Regions from separate parts of the Arabidopsis thaliana genome. Here region 2 is linked to region 1. The links are chromatin contacts, called in public capture Hi-C maps. All regions are on one chromosome and are shown on one strand. The core of a region is the stretch at or near the end of the contact, and the rest is flanking DNA. Distances in the headings are between cores, read along the strand shown. Region 1 holds the start of SUVH9 (SU(VAR)3-9 homolog 9). Region 2 holds the start of AT4G13620 (Integrase-type DNA-binding superfamily protein).

Region 1 (4,713 bases), core at 430-2,929:
TACCACTTTGCTGAACAAATAAGCCAGGAGGAAACGAAGTTTGCGCAAGATACTCATAATACAAAGGTTCTTGATCGCTGTCAATGTCGTTAAACAAATAGACAGGAACATTCTCCTTCCCATTCGAGATATCGAAATTGATGTAACCTCTCGGTCTCACAGACAATGGATTAGTCTTAAGAGTCCTAGCAAACTTCAACACCGAACTACCCATCTCAGCCTGTCCTTCAATCCTCTCCAACCGATATTTAAACACACCGAAACCAGACTTCCCAACATCAAACCAAGAATCAACAATCCTAAACAACCCATCATAAACATAAACTCTACTAGAAACCTCATTCTCATACTTCAACCCTCTAATAACTCTCACTTCAATCCCATAATACATACTCCGTTCCATCGCAAGGTTTCCACCTTCCAGCCTCTGATGTTCAGCTTGCCTTCCAAGCCTATCTTGTCCACCCTGACCTGTATACATAATCACATCTCCTTGATCATCATCATCCTCATACCCACCAGAAACAATCACACTAGTAGCTATTGGCTCCCCATTAGAACTAAGACTCCCTGTAAGAAAATCGATCCCAGATTGAGGGTGTCCATGTAAGCCCATGACACATAACTCAAACCTAAAGAAGAAGATATCCCCAACTTGAACACCGGGAATCGAACCGACGATTCGTTTATCACGATTCATCCACAACATACAATCTCTCATCATTGAACCAGCTTTACCAGCTTTACCATCAGCTCTAGCTCTTCTTCCACCAACCCCATTACGTTTAGCTTCTTCCATCATCAAAAACATCCTAAGAGAATCATAAATCATTCTCGTCTTCCTCACATGTTCACGAAACTGTCTCTCACTTTCAGGTCCAACATCAGTGATCCTCACTAGCTCCGACGAACGTGGCTGCGGTCTAGGTCGTTGAGTAGCAACCGACGGTGAAGAGTCACTGGTTGAGTAAGGATTCGGTTCCGGTTCCGGATTCTCCTCAACCGGTACGATTGCTCCGGTTAAGGAATCAAGAACCGCAACATCATCGTGACGTTGAAGCCGTTGAGCGAAAGCAGACCGGGCTGACTCGGCGACGGTGTTGTAATCTGAGGAAAAGTCTGTGGCTTCGTTGAAATCGGAGACGGCTGATGAAATTAGGGCTTGTGGGTTTGTGTTTGGAAGTTGAAAGGCCAAGTTTTGGGTTGATTCAGTGACTGGTTCAAGCTTTGGGATCAGTGAAGGTGACGGATTTAGAGACGGATCAAGAGGAATGTGAGAAGAACCCATTTTTTGCAACGAGAAGCGAAATGGGTTTGACGAGTTTATCAGAGAAATCGAAGAAATGGGTTTTGTTTGGAGAACACCTTTCAAGCTAAATCCATGGCGGAGAAGAAGCTCTTACACAAATATTTTCCTACAGAATCTAATGTGTTTTTTCTTTAGATTTGCTTTTAATATAAAGTTGTGATATTGAGAAATTATGATACGATTATTCCAAAAAAAAATAGCCGGAAAAAAAATGAAAAATTTCATACCTTTTATGTGTTGAAATCTAAATTTGAAGATCTCTTTAGGATGAAAAAGAGCTCTCTTGGTACTCAAATTTCTGGGTAAAAATGGTGGTGTGTTTGATTTGGTGTATAAGGCCAGACCAAACACACCACACCCGTTTATTTTGGTTTGTAGCGATGACGTGTCGTAACACGTTCAGGATAAATATTATAAAATATTTTTATTAGAAAAGATTGCAGTATAGAGATTATTAAAAAAAAATTAATAAATTTAGGAAACATAATTTTTTTAATATATTTAGTAAAATTATAATTTTATAATATGGAAATAAGGTTTTCCAAATATCTAAGTTTTTTATTTTTTTAAAATTTGAATAAAAATTTCTTTCTATATATTATATAATTTCTTTCTATTTTTTAAACTTGAATAATTTTTCTTGATATCTAATATCTTTCTGTATTTTAACTTTGAATAAATTTCTTTTGGTATATTCTGGATATCGGATTTTTTTCTATTTATTGAACCTTGAATAACTTTTTTTTAATATCTAATTTCTTTTTTTTTTGAAACAATAAAATATCTTTATATCGTAAGTGTGTCGCAACACATTCAGGATAAATATTACGAAAGTATTTATTAGAAAAAGTCGTGATATAGAAATTGTAAAAAAAGGAGAAAATTTTAGGAAAGTAGGCATAAATAATCAATAAAAATATTTTAATTCACAAACTAATCTAACAAAAATATGGTGTGTAACTTTTATAAGAATGTCCATTTTATCTTTTTATACATATCATTTACATACACACTTCCTTTCTTCATATCCTTTTTAACTTAATATTTTCATCTTCATCTTTATCTTGAAACGATAACGTGCATAGACATTTTTTCATAAAATAATTAAGAAACAATAGTCAGGTTTTTGCTATATGCAGAGTAATGGGCGGGAGACTTTGCGTCCACAATTTTATAGAAGACATTTGAGTAAGAAGATCAACATCGTGCATTTGTGCTACCACACATTTTTTTTTCTTTTCTTTATAAATTTAAAATTTATTCACAAAAAAAAGACGGTTTTACAATAAATGCATCGTTTAGCCAAAAAATTTAAAAACTGAACAAGTACAAACTGAATAGAAGATCTAACGACAATGAGTGCTAAACCAATATCGTAGCCCGCTCTTGTAGATGGGTGAACCTGAAGTAGCCAAAGTACTCAACCGATTCCGCATATTCTTATCGATCATTTTGGCAAGAGAAGGAGCTGGAATGGGTGACTCGCCATGCCTTCTCCCATTTCTCTCTTTCCAAAGACTGTGAGTAGTGAGCTGAAACACATATCGGAAAACAAACATGTGAATTTGCGTCAAGGCCGAACTTGTAGATAGATCAACAAGAGAGTCCCAACGAGTCGTATAACGTGAACCCAACATATCCCTCGTAAGAGCTGACCAAGCATGAGAGGAGTAAGAGCAAGAGAAAAAAAAGATGATCCCTTGTTTCTACTTCCGTTTGACAGAGCACACAACCCCCTGTAAGCGTCGCCATTCCACTTTAATAATCTGTCCCCCGTAGCTAGACGGTTTCGAATGGCTAACCAAAACATGAATGAGAGTTTAGGAAGTGGAGTTTTGAAACCATACTCCCTTGAACCATTCACACGTTGGAGTGGACTCACGAATCTCATACCAAGTGTCCCGAGAGAAGAACTTATGCTTGAAGGAACCGTTGCAGCATTTCCAGAGAGGAATGTCACATGTTGGGTCATGACGTTGTCGGAGAGCATCAATTTCGTCTTCGATAGAGTTTAGAGTGGCCGTACGGTGTCTTCGACGCACATGAGACCGGAGAACATCAGCAACAGACCAAGATGAAGAGATACCCATATCAATACAACCTCGGGCTCCCAATACCTCATATAAAGACCCAAGAGAACACCAATTGTCATACCAAAAAGAAGTACCTAAACCCGAGTGAACTTCCATTTTAAAAAGGTTTTTGGCTTTATCTCTATACTTCAAGATCTTCTGCCACATCCAAGAACCCAACGTACTTCTCCCCCGAGGTGACCAGAACGATCTACCATGAAGCAGATTTAAACGGATCCAATTAGCCCAAAGCGAGTCTTTAGCTGAACAAATTCTCCAAATAAGCTTCATAATGCACACATTTCCATCGAGCTCCGGATTATCTCACCGCATTAAATGACCATAGTGATGTTTTCTGCTACGATATTATGTGTCATGATATATTTTTAACATATACAAGTTTCTAGATGCTTTCTTATATACAAGTTTGCTACTTCTCCATTGACTTACGATCTTATGGTATGAAGCGCAAATTCTCTTTTATCTTTTCATTTTTTAAAATTAATTTTTCAACTTTTCCTTTTTTTTTTCTTTTACCACTACCACAATTATTTCTACACCACCATATTGTCATCACCATCCCTGTTGCAACTGCCCAACTACCACCACAGCCACCATCACCATCGTCACAACCATCGTAGCTGGCCAACCGCAACCACAACCACAACCACCACCTGGCTGTTACCACCACGACCACTGCAACCATAACAACCATCACCACTACCACGTCATTACCATCACCATGATCGCAACCTCCGCGCGCAACCAGTACCTCCATCATCATTACCACTACTACTACAATCAAGACCACCACCAAATCATCATGAAAAAAGATTTTAACATGGAAAGAACCCTTTTACTTATCATAATTTTTTTTCTTGTTTATATATGCTTTAAAATCCAAATCATGATACAAGTAGAAAAAAATATAAATCCTTTTTTTAGAAGTATTATGAACTTCATTTTTTTGAACACAAAAATGTAAGGTAAATAAATAAAAAATTAATGAAGAAAAACCTCACACATGTCAATATTATTTTTTCTTTCTTGGCATATACACCAACAAAGGGGAAAGTAGAATTTTCACACCTCCATTCGGTCTTACGTGTGAAGTTGACCAGCATCGACTCCTTCATATGCATATGTGTCCAGTAAGAAAGTATGTATGTGCAAAGTTCGTTACTTTTGTTGTATAATTTTTGTGGGTGACTAACAATAATTTGGTTACGACGCTTCTATTAGTGAAATAACTTCAACCCTAATTTGGGGAAAGAGTTGATATCTAGACTCATAAGTAATGACGAAAACGGAAAAATAGTTAGTGGTTTTTTT
Region 2 (4,980 bases), core at 1,733-4,232, 110 kb after region 1:
AAAACAATAACGACAAAATTAAAAATTCAGCAATTGAAATAGAGGAATATGGCTCCTCCATCAACACAATTTCTTATTTTTCAGCTTTAATTATAGTATAAATCTAACAAATGTTTTAATATTTAATAGAAGCACAAATCGTATGTATATGAAATTTATTTCAGATTAATACAATGATATGTACTAGGCCGTCTGTTGCTATTCTCTATCAACATTTGTTTTTCTTTTGGTCTTTGACAAAAAAAAAAAAAAAAAATGCTCTATCCGTAGATTTTGAGTTTTAAGCTTAAACAATTGTTTATAGACACGCTTATCTCACTCGGAAGCTCAGCCATTAACTTTTTATTGAAACATATAACGGCAAAATAGTGGTATATATTTCGAAAAAAAATCATGAAATCTAATAGAACATGTAGCAGTAAACAAATTTTTTTAATTATTTATGTATAAAATAAAATAATTATTGGAATATAACATTAAAAGGGTAGAACCTGTATTTTCTTCAATAAAGCAAAATCATAGACAATTGCTAACATTTTTTATATGTCTATTCTATTTTATATTAACGTACGAAAGTAAAATGTGAAATGTTTTGAGATCGAGAATGCTATTTTTATGAAAACAAATAACGAAATTGGAAAAATGAATTAGTAAACCAGATAAAGTCATATGTTGTCACTTGTTTTTTTTTTTGTTTTTTTTTAATGTTGTCACTTGTCATCATTTTATATTATGTTTTTTATGTCCTATCTATAAATGATAGAAAATAGAGATATTATTTAATAAACAAAACCTCCTTAAATATTTGTTTTTGAGATGATGTATTTAGGAATGTCGTATAATAGCGCCAACTTGCTAATTTATATTGAGTATTAGTTTTTAAATTATGAGACAGTGACCAAAGCAATTTTTTTATGAAAAGTTCTAATATAATTGTAGCCTTTTTTCATTAGATGTCTGGTATACATGGTTAAAAATGTCTTCACGGTGACCATCAGTGATTAAAGCCCATACTAAGACATACATTTACTATTAAAATATGTTAGAGATCAAATTGGATCAAATTAATTTACATGAAACTGGAATAGGTTAAAAATAAAAATAAGAAAGAAATACTTTTTTCCTCTGATTTTTTTGGTCAACTGCTTTTTTTTTTCCTCTTAAGCCTTTTTATAAATTTTATTTTGTCGTTAACATTTTGTTTCCATAAATCAAATAATAATTCTTTTCGTAAAACGACCCAACAGTCATCTCAAAGGACAAAATGTGCATCATCTCAAATTAGAATACGAAGCTTCCAATTCGACCCTTATCTTACCTGTTTGATTCATTGTTAAACATGTTTAATGAACTATATTATATTAAAAAAAGAAACTTATATCTTGATTAGTTACTTAAATTTAGTCTCAAAATCTAAATTGACAATATAAAAAATTGGAGTAACTAAAGATGAAGCAAGAGATGAGTATATGCGTCGGAAAAAGTGTTCTTGCAAGGAATTGTATCCATTGTAACAGTGACTAACATGAACGAACAGAATAATTTATGGGTGAATCCGATTAATTTAAAAAGTTAAGAGACCACATCAGCAAGTTATTACAATATTGTAAAATAAAGAAGCAGACATAAACTGATGTTCTAGAGAGGAAAAGAAGACAACCCATGACTTCCGCATTAGTTGGATTCAATTAGAGGCCAAAACTTGAAGCTAATCATTGTATTTGGATGATAATATTAATAATTATGGGCTCACTAATTATAAGCATTTGTGGTGATTATCTGTGCTAAACTATACGTGGTTTACAAATTAAATTTTATTCTCCAATTAGATAAATGTTATCATGAAATATCGTTTCAATAATGTTTTCTTGGTATCACATCGCTCCAATAATTAGTCCCGTACAACTGTAATTAAGAAGTTTAATAATTACTATTCAGTATGTATTCAGACGTACATATATATATATATAGATATATTTTTTGTAATTTGCATTTCACAGCGGATCACTAAATATACATTAAACATTTGTGTATTCATCTATATATATTACTATAATATAATAGTGAAAATTTATGTTTTTTGAGATGGAATCTAGCAAAGAAAAGTCCTATACTGTATGGTCCAAAGTCATATTCCTAGGTTTCGCCTTAAAAACTCTAAAGATAACTAAACAGACGAGAATAATAAATTAAACACAGTTAGAATCGTTTGTTTATTGAAAAAAAAAAGCTTAAAGAATGCTTAAAGATTAAGGTTCTTACAAGAAATATATATATCTTAGTAAGGGAAACCAAATTTACATATAAAAAAAATATAAAAAAAATTGGTACTTCTTTTTCTTGCTATGACTTTGAATATACTACAGATTTAATGTTCTAAGTTTAATTAACAAGATATTGAACATTAAACCACATCCTTTTTATTTTTCGTGTACTGTATATACATATATATTGAATATATATCTCTTATTAACAAGATATAACAATAATGTAATATTAGTACAACCATCAAATTGAAAAGCAAATTTCGTATTTATACAATATGAAAAAACTAGAAGAACTTTTAAATATTTAAAGTGACCAAATGAAAACAACGTTGGTATCCAACAACAACATCATTCGTAAAATTTAAATATAAAACCCTATACCAAAAAAAAAACAATATATGGCTATATATAACACCTAAATGAGTTAGGGCTAAGCTGTCACGTTTGGATTGATAAGTTATAAGAAAAAGCGAACGTAAAATGGAGGCCACGAACAAGTCGCAAGATAAGAAAAAATAAAGGTCAAATTATTGTTTATGAAAGAAAAAAATACAAAATATTAACAATAATATTGTTTAACCAAAAGTGTTTGTGAGACTCTTTAATTCTCTAGTTTACATATGAACAAATTAAGCTTGGCAGAGCGTAGATCTGAGTCAGATGATAATGTTTTTTTCGGACAATAAAGTTAGGTTCCTTAAATTTTCTAATATTATCTCCACATGATCACACCAATACACACACAACACTCCTTAATTCTCGTATATATAAACATTTATTCTCCACCTATTTTGTCAAAATTAAGAACAGGCTTCATTCTCTGGACAAACACTCAAAAAACAAACAAAAAAAGGAACATGGAAGATCAGTTTCCTAAAATAGAAACTAGCTTCATGCACGACAAGCTCTTGTCTTCTGGAATCTACGGGTTCTTGAGTTCTTCGACGCCGCCACAACTTCTCGGTGTTCCAATATTTTTGGAAGGTATGAAATCTCCTCTTCTTCCTGCTTCTTCGACTCCGAGCTACTTTGTGTCGCCTCATGATCATGAGCTCACATCTTCTATTCATCCATCTCCGGTAGCTTCTGTTCCTTGGAACTTTCTAGAATCTTTTCCTCAGTCTCAACATCCTGATCATCATCCTTCTAAACCTCCAAACCTTACTTTGTTCCTTAAAGAACCAAAGCTACTAGAACTTTCTCAATCCGAAAGCAACATGAGCCCTTACCATAAATACATCCCAAACTCCTTTTATCAATCAGACCAAAACAGAAACGAATGGGTAGAGATCAATAAAACTCTAACCAACTATCCCTCGAAAGGTTTTGGAAACTATTGGCTAAGTACCACCAAGACTCAACCCATGAAGTCAAAAACAAGAAAGGTTGTTCAGACGACGACCCCAACAAAACTGTATAGAGGAGTGAGACAAAGACACTGGGGCAAATGGGTCGCAGAGATTAGGCTTCCAAGGAACAGAACCCGTGTTTGGCTCGGCACTTTTGAAACCGCTGAGCAAGCAGCAATGGCTTACGATACAGCAGCTTATATCCTTCGTGGCGAATTCGCACACCTCAACTTTCCTGATCTTAAACACCAGCTCAAGTCCGGTTCTTTGCGATGCATGATCGCCTCACTTTTGGAGTCCAAGATTCAACAGATCTCATCTTCCCAAGTAAGTAACTCTCCTTCTCCTCCTCCTCCAAAAGTGGGAACACCGGAGCAAAAGAATCATCACATGAAGATGGAGTCAGGAGAAGACGTGATGATGAAGAAACAGAAAAGCCATAAGGAAGTGATGGAAGGAGATGGTGTACAATTGAGTAGGATGCCTTCTTTGGATATGGATCTCATTTGGGATGCTCTCTCATTTCCTCATTCTTCTTGACTTCAAATTAATATTTGTCAAACTTATTTTACTTACTTCTACCCTTTTTTATATCAAAAGTTTCCACCAAAGAAAGAAATTCATATTATGATGCCAAGATTGGTTTGCATTTGGGGTTGAACACATTGTAATTCTTCTTACGACCACATAATCAAGTGGTTCTCCTTTTTTTGTCTGCTAATTAATTGTTCTTTTCTTTGCGGTTACTAGTAACCATAAAATAGAAAAGTGTTTGTTTTCTAATGAGAAAATATTATAATTCTGTTGCACCAACTCCAACTTTAAAAGTCCAATGTTAGAATATTTCCTACATTCTATACTAAAGCTCAAAGGTCAATAGAGAATATGAATAGTAATAGGGCAGAGAAGCGTTAAAGGGCAAATATGAATTTAGATTATCTTTTCTTTTGTCAACAACTACAATATGAGTTTCTACAACCAAATAAAAAGTTGATTATATAACTTTAGAAATAATTATGTCATTTTTAGCTTCAATTGTATTTCCGAATATGCAAACAAAAGTGAAAAATCTAAAGTTTTGGCACAGAAATAGAAAGAGGACAAGTATCACTTATTTGGAAAGAGAAGAAACTTAAACTTTTTACCGACCACAAAAGCGTCAATTTTTGTTTCGAAACGACGCCGTTTAGAGTACAAAGTACAATACTCTCCCGGCAATAACCAACATTAGAGTTTTGGCAGAGATTGTTACAAAACTACACTTGCTCATGTTTTCACTAGGCGTATAATCGTGTCGTGTTATTTCGAGTAAGTACATACCTTGCAGTTCAAGCACTATGCAGGTCCAGTGGCATAGACATAGC

The links. Capture Hi-C pulls out chosen DNA fragments and counts their contacts.
Region 2: a contact with region 1 is called in a capture Hi-C map of root, with 5 times the contacts expected there. The contact joins the promoter of AT4G13620 here to the promoter of SUVH9 in region 1. A contact is called at or near these places in 3 of 26 Hi-C or Micro-C datasets (root and shoot) and 3 of 3 other capture datasets (root, seedling and shoot).

Annotation. Positions count from the first base shown.
Region 1 is chr4:7,825,318-7,830,030 of TAIR10.1, forward strand. SUVH9 (SU(VAR)3-9 homolog 9) reads right to left here and starts at 1,680. Exons shown (of 3, transcript NM_117420.3): 1 at 1,537-1,680; 2 at 1-1,424. The coding sequence starts at 1,288. It also overlaps the pseudogene AT4G13470.
Region 2 is chr4:7,929,149-7,934,128 of TAIR10.1, forward strand. It overlaps AT4G13620 (Integrase-type DNA-binding superfamily protein), which reads left to right and starts at 2,983. Exons shown (of 1, transcript NM_117436.3): 1 at 2,983-4,431. The coding sequence starts at 2,990. The coding sequence ends at 4,156. It overlaps AT4G13630 (zein-binding protein (Protein of unknown function, DUF593)), which reads right to left. Exons shown (of 4, transcript NM_001203790.2): 4 at 4,536-4,980. The coding sequence ends at 4,945.